Regions from separate parts of the Pan troglodytes genome. Here region 1 is linked to region 2. Evidence: chromatin contacts called from public capture Hi-C data. All regions are on one chromosome and are shown on one strand. Each heading gives the region's core, a stretch centred on a gene start, on an enhancer-like site or on the middle of the called end of the contact. The rest is flanking DNA. Distances are from core to core; before and after follow the strand shown. Region 1 has its middle 58 kb from the start of SF3B1. Region 2 overlaps ANKRD44 (ankyrin repeat domain 44).

What was found. Capture Hi-C pulls out chosen DNA fragments and counts their contacts.
Region 1: a capture Hi-C map of stem cell-derived neural stem cells shows a contact between it and region 2, with 3 times the contacts expected there. The contact joins two enhancer-like sites. A contact is called at or near these places in 5 of 7 Hi-C or Micro-C datasets (blood, induced pluripotent stem cells, lymphocytes and 1 more) and 1 of 1 other capture datasets (stem cell-derived neural stem cells).

The regions. Positions count from the first base shown.
Region 1 is chr13:99,375,768-99,380,574 of NHGRI_mPanTro3-v2.0_pri, forward strand. It overlaps the pseudogene LOC107973880. Among named protein-coding and RNA genes, the nearest start is that of SF3B1, 58 kb to the right of the region's middle. Within about 2 kb of position 3,379, at least 2 of the 24 cell types and tissues checked have an H3K27ac peak or open chromatin away from gene starts, as enhancers often do. A contact at or near this core is called in stem cell-derived neural stem cells, where this site is marked.
Region 2 is chr13:99,188,074-99,192,644 of NHGRI_mPanTro3-v2.0_pri, forward strand. The region is part of intron 1 of ANKRD44 (ankyrin repeat domain 44); the gene reads right to left. Among named protein-coding and RNA genes, the nearest start is that of ANKRD44, 120 kb to the right of the region's middle. Within about 2 kb of position 2,393, at least 3 of the 24 cell types and tissues checked have an H3K27ac peak or open chromatin away from gene starts, as enhancers often do. A contact at or near this core is called in stem cell-derived neural stem cells, where this site is marked.

The sequences.
Region 1 (4,807 bases), core at 2,129-4,628, 190 kb after region 2:
AGACATACATAAATCAGAGCCTTACTGGGCAATGTTGGGTTCCAGAAAAAATTGTCTCAGAAGCCAGTCACGGTGGCTTATACCTGTAATCCCATCACTTTGTGAGGCAGAGGTGGGTGGATAGCTTGAGTCCAGGAGTTCGAGACCTGCCCCGGCAATATGGCAAAACCCTGTCTTTGCAAAAAAAAAAACACACACACAAAAAATGAGCTGAGCATGATGGCACACCTCTGTAGTCCCAGTCACTCAGGAGGCTGAGGTGAGAGCATCACCTGAGCCCAGGCAATTGAGGCTGCGCTGAGCTGAGATCGTGCCACTGTACTTCAGCCTAAGTGACAGAGTGAGACCCTGTCTCAAGAGAAAAAAAAAAAGAAAGTCTCAGAAGATGCAGAATGAAGTAGTGCTAAGAACTCAGGCTGTGGAGCCAGAGAACCAAGGTGTGGATCTGAACTCTACCTGCTAATAACTGTATGATGCTGTGTAATTTCGGGAGACTTCATTCATGCGAAGCTTCATGTGAGTTGCTACCCCATATGAATGACACCTAAGGTCTTCGGTGCAGGTGTCTTGGGAATTACATGACTTCCCTGTGACTCAGTAGTTCCATCGGAGAAAGGGGCATAATGATAACTGTTTCCAAGGCTGTCATGGCAACTGAATAAAACAAAGCCTACAAAGAGCAGATAAAGCCTGGCTCAATCACAGATGCCCTAGATGCCCTGTCTCCTTTGAGGACTATTTCCCTCATCCCCACCCTGCTGGGTATTATCCCTTGCTGTGGAAATGCTTGCCTCTAGTGAACGGCTTCCGCTCCATGCCCTCGGCTCCTCCCACAGCTGGGACATCCCATAATCCACACTGTGTCAGGCACTGCACTAAGCCAAAGCATGCATGCTCTTCCTCGATCCCCATGTTTCAGAATCTCCCGTACCCTTTCACTAATCCAGACCCTCACTGAAGAATGAGCACCCCAAGGTGCTCCAGCAGCACCTGGATAAGGGGATTCTCTTCTCAGTACTGCCATTAACACTCTAGGTGACCCGCAGGCCCGGGATGTCCCTGCTCTGAGTCTCAACTAATTCATCTACCAGAAAAGGTGTCTTAATACCTGTCCTGTCCCTTAAGAGATTGCTGTCTGTATAAGCAGGATGAATCATGTGAAGCCATAAATGAGAGTAGGGAGGAAGGTGAATTGAATGTAAGAGGCTCTGAGTTATTGTTGAAAGAAATGGCCAGGCTCTTACTAACTGCCAAGAACCCCATTTTAAAATCTACCTCTGGGTCAAGCGTTGTGGTTCATGCCTATAATCCCAGTACTTTGGGAGCCTGAGGAGGGAGGATCAGTTGAGCTCAGAAGTTCAAGACCAGCCTGGGCAACATAGTGAAACCTTGTCTCTATAAAAAAAAAATTAAAAATTAGCTGGGCATGGTGGTGTGTGCCTGTAGTCCCAGCTACTCAGGAGGCTGAGACGGAAGGATCACTTAAGCCCAAGAGGTCAAGTCTGTAGTGAGCCATGATCACGTTGTGCCTGTATACTCCAGCCTGGGCGACAGAGCAAGACGCTGTCTCAAAAAATAAAGATAAAAATCTACCTCTGAGGGCCGGGTGTGGTGGCTCACACCTGCAATTCCAGCACTTTGGGAGGCTGAGGCAGGCGGATCACTGGAGGTCAGGAGTTTGACATGGGCTGACCAACATGGTGAAACCCTGTCTCTACTAAAAATACAAAAATTAGCCGGGCATGGTGGCACAGGCCTGTAATCCCAGCTACTTGGGAGGCTGAGGCAGGGGAATCACTTGAACCTGGGAGGTGGAGGTTGCAGTGACCCGAGATGGCACCATTTCACTCCAACCTGGGCGACAAAAGCATAACTCTGACTCAAAAAAAAAAAAAAAAAAAAATCTTCCTCTGAGAATTACAAACAGAACCTGACAGTATTGGAGGCAGAAATCTAAACACAAACATAGAAAGAAAATAGGAAGCTTCATGTAATGTGCTATGCAATGCTAGAAAGGAGAACATGAGGGAATTCCTGCTGAACTATACTAGGACTCCTAGACTAAGGCAGAGACAGACATCAGAAAACCTTAGGATACCCTGCAGACCTCTTCTGTATTCCTGGTTTCAAGGTGACCATGTGGACTGAGGGCCAAATTACTGCCAATCAGATCTAGCCCACCTGTGTGTCTCTTACCTGTGCAAACCCATGGGCAAGCATATGGACTCCTCCCTCTTTTCTTTCCCCTGCTCTCCTTTGCATAGTTTTAAAGAATGGAAAAGTAGCAGATTCCCTGAAGTTAGTTGTGGGATATAGTACGTGCCTAAGGTGATCATGTTTCTGAATGCAAATTCCCCACGGAGTGTATTTATGGGACAATTGGGTGTCATATATGACTTAGAAACTCCCCTAGAGAACTAAGATGTGAACAGGCCAGAGATGTTCCTTCAATTCCATGTGCGTGTGCCAAGCACCTGCTGCCACACACCAGGCCTGCTGGGCACTGGAAATAGAAAGGGGCAGAAAGCATGAGCCTGGGCCCCCAAGGGTTCATGCCATAATGGGTGGGGCAAGGAGGATTTCGGTTCTGGCTATTTGCTTTCATTATTATCTCAACTGCTTTCATTGCTTTTTGGTTTTTTTGTTTTGGTTTGGTTTGAGATGGAGTCTCCCTCACGGCCCACTGCAACCTCTGCCTCCTGGGTTGATGTGATTCTTGTGCCTCAGCCTCCTGTAGGTGGGATTACAGGCCCGTGCTACCACGCCCGGCTAATTTTTGTATTTTTAGTACAGACAGGGTTTCATCATGTTGGGCAGACTGCTCTTGAACTCCTGACCTCAAATGATCTGCCTGCCTCAGCCTCCCAAAGTGCTGGGATTACAGGAGTGAGCCACCATGCCTGGCCTAGGTTTTTTAAAAATTATTATTATTTACTAAGTCTTTTTTTTTTTCCAGGATGATGGGGATGAGGAGACAATAGCCCCAGCATCTGGTCATAATTTGTAAATCTCGACATTCTCCCTAACACCAGCTGGAAATATTTCATGCTCTAGCATCGTTTTACAAGTTGCTGGCAAAAAATAAGCATCCATCTTATTTAAAGACTGTAATAAAATGAGAAAGATGGTTATTTGCCTTATTTTTTGTCTTTTTTTTTTTTCCTTTTATAAAAAAAGTTAGTTGTTTGCGGTGCCTTCAAAGAATGTTAAGTTAATAAAAGCCAGCCTTTACCTTACAATCTTTATTCAACAGTAAGGTTTGTCAGATACCAAGGGCTGGTTTCTCCCGAAAATCATTAAAGGTCTGGCTCCAAAGGTGTGCAAGCCACCAGTTAACCGGGGCCAGCCTTTGTTTTCCTAGGCTCTGCTGCCCCCTGTCAGAAGCTAAGAATGTTACAGGAAATAGAATATTGTGAACAAAGGTTTTCACAGAACAGCAGTTTTACGCTCTGTCAGGTGATGAAATAGAATACTCTCCCACCTTGTGAATGAAGACCATTGAATTATTTGCTTAAAAATATGCCTACTTGCTTGGCTGCCTAGAAGTTCTTGCACAACTCCCAGCAGTAATAACCTGTCTGAAATAATTCAGGCGGCGGCTGTCATTCACTGAGTCCGTCTGCACATGTACAGGGAGCGGCAGATGGGTGCTGGGGGCGTGAGTTGTGTATCCATTCCACGTCGTCATACTGTTCACAGACCATCGGGGAAGACGAGTGAACAGATGACTTCCACGTCGTAGAGCAAGGGAGAAGTGTGTGCGCCCCAGTGCTGGGGGAGCACGTCAATGCAGCACCTTCGCCAGGGGGGTCCTAATGAAGTCGAAGGAGTCCATTCTCAAAGAACTAGCGGGGACCAGCCAGCTGAAGGGGAAGCAAAGGGCTTTTCTGGATAGTAGCAACTGCATGTGCCAAGGCAGAGGCCCCTGGAAGAGGGTGGTAAGTTCTGGCAATAGCAAGAGGGGACTGAATTATACTCTGAGCACCCCAGCTGCTACTCCGCTGCCTGGCAACTGCTGGTCCCCGGGCCACTTCATCTCCCATTGCCTCAGTGTATGGCCAGGTCAGAGGCCAAGACAAAGGCAAGCAAAAGGGCCCTGGAGGGGTATCCAAGGCACACTAAAGTGCTGGCGGTTGCCTTGTGTTCTGCATGCATTCTTTTTTTTTTTTTTTTTTTTTTTTTTTTTTTGCTTTATTAAAATACTGAGTTTTATTTCACATGTATATTTTTGTCTCCCCACCATTTCCACGTCTGACCACCGCTACTACTATGTCCTATCATAACATTCCATACATACTTAAAACCAAGCAAAGGGTGGAGTTCCATCTTTAAAAACTAAGCAGGCATTTTGGACAACACATTCTTGGCAATGGAACCTGGACAACATTTATCAAACATGGTAGGGAAAGTTCTCACTCTGCATTATAAAAAGGACAGCCAGATATCAACTGTTACAGAAATGAAATAAGATGGAAATTTTTTAACAAATTGTTTAAACTGTTTTCTTAAAGAGACTTTCTCCACTGCCAGAAATCTTGAATAGCCTCCTGCTCAGTCATCCAGAAGCAATTCTTCACATAACTGATGAACTTGGCTTCCACTTTGGGAAGAGAACCACATTTTTCTATACTTGCTTGCATTTTTGCTTTAATGTCTTCTACAGAACTAGGTCCTTTTAGGTGTTTTAGGAGTTTTTTCCTGTTTTTTGAAGGATTCTTGTCCTTTTGATCTTGGTGTTGATGATGGCTTTGAGTCTTTTCCATTCTGATTTGACTTTTGTCCATTTTTGGCTCGAGTATCTTGAATA
Region 2 (4,571 bases), core at 1,143-3,642:
GGCGGCCCTGATCCAATAGGACCGGTGTCCTCATAAGAAGAGGAAGAGATACCAGAGCTCACGTTCTCATTCTCTCTCTCTCTCTCTCTCTCTCTTCCTCTCCTTCTCTCTCTTTCTTCTCTCTCACACAGGAGGAAAGGCCATGTGAAGACCTAGTGAAAAGGTGGCCATTTGTAAGCCAGGAAGAGAGGCCTCACCAGAAACTAACCCTGATTTTGGACTTCCAGCCTCCAGAACTGGGAGAACAAAAATTTCTGTTGCTTAAGCCATCCAGTCTATAGTATTTTGTTATGGCAGCCTGAGCAAACTAAGACAGTTCCCTATGATTCCTCTACTTCTTGTTAGACAATGTTCCTTGTTATCCTCAAATAATTCCATTCCTAGAGGATGCTAATGGCCATGTTTCTGGCCACTGGAACACTTTTGTGTCGATATTTGGAAAACCCTTGAAATCATTCCCAAATGCCTCCCATAGCTTTAGCCAACAAGTACTGTCTTAAACATGATTACATCTACTGCTTATTAAAAGTAAGTGGCACGATGGCAGTTTAGGGAAGAAGAGGGGGGTGTTACCAAGCTTTTATTATTGAACTCATCTACATTAAACAAGACCCCAGCATGCAGTAGAAGGATCTATATGTGTGATGGAAACACAACCAAAAGAACAGCTAGCTCCACTTGGGTAGGAGGCTGGGTGAAGACAAGGGTGTATCCAAAAAAGCTTGAGGAAGGCACCTTAATGAATAAATATGATTTGCTGACAAGGAAGGAAGACAAAGGAGGTACAGGTGTGCAAAGGTGTGGATGTGCAAAGAACCTGATATGTTAGTGACCAGAGTGTGGGGTAAAAGAGGAACAGTGGCAGGCTTTAGGGTTGATGTTGGGCTTGCCTGCATGGCAAAAAATGCTATTCAAAGCCAGTCTCACACTTGCTAGCCACATGCAAAGCCCATTTCTACGTGCAACTTGGGGGTGAGCATGATCATCGCTGCCTAACCTCCTCATGGGATTGTTATTAGGATCAAATGAGGTAGTACATGAGAAAATGTCCTCTAACCAGACAACCCTACATAGATGTTTTCATTAAGAAATGTTTCACGATGACAAGATGGAGTAGTTGATAATTTTCTTTTAACCTTAAGATCCTTGGTAATTATGCACACACACTCATGCATACACACACACACATTCACCCAAACTTCTAGAAATACCTTAGTCCTGGTAGTCGATTAGATGACAGCAGTTTCCCCAATGTGTCTGACCATAAGAATCACCGGAGATGCCTATTAAAAAATATAGTCCCAGATCCCTTTCCTAAGGATATAATACATTCAGGGTGGGGACCTGCAAATCTAGATTTTAACAAGTACCCATCAATTCTTAGGAACTGGTGGCAAGCACTGGCCTCAGGTGAAATCACTAGCGTCACATACCTTGACCTCGCCCTGTGATCTGCTGTTGGGAATGTGAGTTGTCATTTTCCCTATAAACCCTCTTTTCTCTTTTTATCCTCCTGTTGGCTTTCTTACAGGTTATGTTGCTGTTTATTGCTAGTTTGGGGGACCAATATAAGTACTATCAGTAAGACAGAGTAAGATTCCTTGAGGAAATACTATGTAAAAATGTCAAGGTGCAGAATGGATATTTCAATATGCCAGGAATTTGTCCATGGGTTTCTCCTCTGCCATAAAAATTCCCAGCAAATGAACATATATCTCTTTTTCTTTCTCCAAAACACCCTCTCAATTCTGCTTCTTGACAAGGTGTATGGATAGTTTCTGAAATTGCCAACAATTAAGTAGCAGGAAAGAAGTCTTGAAAAGAATACAAGTTTACTGCTAGTTCAGTCTTAGCTACTTACTCTGCTTAAAGACAGGCAGATCCTTCCACAGTCCCCCTAACTACCTGCTAACCAAGTCTCTGTTCGGGTTACATCTGCCCTGTGGCAAGGACCACATTTCACACAAGACACAGAGCCAGACACAAATTCAGGGTTTCGACAAAAAAAAATATTGAATCTTGTTTATCTGCTCCATAATTCTCCATCTGCTGTGCTCATGGCCAAATGCTCATGTGTGCATTTCTGCCTTTTTGGACCTTAAAAGAAAACAAACAACAAACCTCCACAACCAGAGAACGATAAGTAGAGGCAGTGTCTGACAAGATTTTCGTGTTAAATCAGGAGTAGTCAATCAACAGCTGAACAGTTAAGATTCCGGGGAACAAACCCAACACAGTAGTTAATGCACCACTACTTAGTCACTTTAAGGGAACACAATGAGGTGAGCAGAGTCTCCCAATTGCGAGTGTACGGAATACGTACATTCTGTTGCATTCACTCAGTCCTCACACTTCTGAAGAAAGGCAAGCATTCCAAGCTATGGCTGGAATGTTACCAAGGAGATGCATCCCAAAAAAGCTTCCAGAGAAGGGCGCCAGCACAGTCCCTCAGCAGGGAGTGGTGCCTCTGGGACTAACGCTGCTAAAAGCTACTTTATAGAGAATTGTCAAGGCACAGAATCCCCAGGAGCCATTAGGAAGAAGAGGCTGAGCTATCATTATAACTCTTCCAATACTGAAGTCACATATATGCATACATATGCACCTAGGTACATATGCATACCTATCTACACTCAGGCATGCATGCATAGAGACACATGTTGAGTCATACACAAACCCCTTCTACTTCCCGTGGAATAAAAAAGCAGCTGTTCTCCACATCTCAAAGCCTTGCTATATGGACATCTCTAGCTCAACTGTGCCATGTGGCTACCAAGACATCGCCTTCACAATTATGAATTTAAGCATCATGGGATTTCAAACTAGAACTTCACAGATAACGTGCTTTGCTTCAACTGAAGCTGTGTGTTTGTGTGGATATAATTACTGAATGGAATACGTAATGATTCTTGAGCAAGTAATATTTATTTTTTAAATATTATGACTGCTGCTTCTTTTTTTCTCTCCACACTCCCAAAAACATTCCCAGAGAGCACTTTGGCACTCCTTTTTGTTGGAATTTTAATGAGATCCTGCTGTTTTATTTTTCCCCAGGTAAACACTTAACCTAAGAAAAAATATTGGGGAAAAGATATATCTAAATAGTATATTATATGATGTTTAAGGCAAAGAATATTCTAATTACAATATTCTTGCTCATAAGTATTAAGGACACATATTCTGTTGTTCATTAATTTGGCAACTATCATAACTTTTGCAGCTTTTGTCTTAACTTAAAAAGGCTTAGAAGCAAAGTCCTACCTGCACAAGAGCAGAGTCCCAAGCCTTGGCATATACAGGTATTTCTTTTTAAAGTTTCACACATTTTAGCACTAGCATATACAACACGAGTGCTTTGTGTACAGTAGGGTACAGAGTTGAATAAATACAAAATTGTAACAAGGGTCAAAATTGAGAAAAACAAATAGTGGTAGGAAAAAAGGAGATTCAGATACCATGAAATCATTGATCATCATCCCCTAAAGAAATTTAAATTCCTAAGAGAGGTATGCAGTCTTTTTAGCTTCAATTGCTAGAATTTTCTTAGCATGCTTAGCAGCTGCAAAATGATTGTCAGTGCTGCAGATATTGGTGCAGTGCCTCTGGTAGATTCAGAAGACAGAAGGACACTTCCTGGGCCAAATTTACCAAAGGCACAAGTGGGATTTGTTGTTCAGATGGGACCTGTCCTTGCCTTCAAAATCACCAACAACTAGCCCCCTACTACCTTTCCAGGAGTGTTGACGGCTGCCTTCTAGAGGGGAATGTCTACCAAGCTGATGACACTTGACCCCTCTAAGATAGAAATGGGGAACAGAAAGTCCCCTTGATCTTATAAATTTTGTAGCTGAACTTGCTAACCCTTGGAACTGAAATCTAATCAGCCGAAAGCCACTTTCTCTACCCACATCCCCTATTGGCACATCCAATAAAATATTCTGTTTTTATTCTCACCCTGAAAACAAACTGGGAAAATACCAGACTTCCAAAAATAAAATGCTAAATCAAATATGTACTAGGGATAGTTATTCTCAAACTTTGAAGTAGAGTCAAAATTCCACTAGGGGGAGCAAGATGGTAATTTGTTACCTGGGAGGTAAAAGCAAAGGTTCAGGATGTGTAATTAAGGAAGTAAGGTAGTTGAAAAATCCACTTCATTAAAAACATAAAAGAACTCAAGCTTCTGAAAGAGTTCTTAGTCATAAGTAAACATGCACACCATGCACATACTAAAACAAACAAACAAAAAAACACCAAACACAAAAAATTCCTATTGATCCCTGAGGATCCAGGTTTTAGAAATAAGAATAAAACTATCTAAAACCTAGGTGCTAAGGTATCATTTTCATCATCTGTGAAATCCAATTCAATTATTATGTCAATTCCACGAAAAAAATATGCAACTGATGTCATCAGACACACCCTCCATTTAAGAATGAAGCCCATCATGGGTTCTACAAAGAGAGCCAAGCTAGTTTAGAGTATCCACTCCATCCGGCTATGAAGTCATCAATGCCCTCCCACATCCCGCAAAATCCCCTAATGAAACCACCATTTTAATTTTTGCTAAA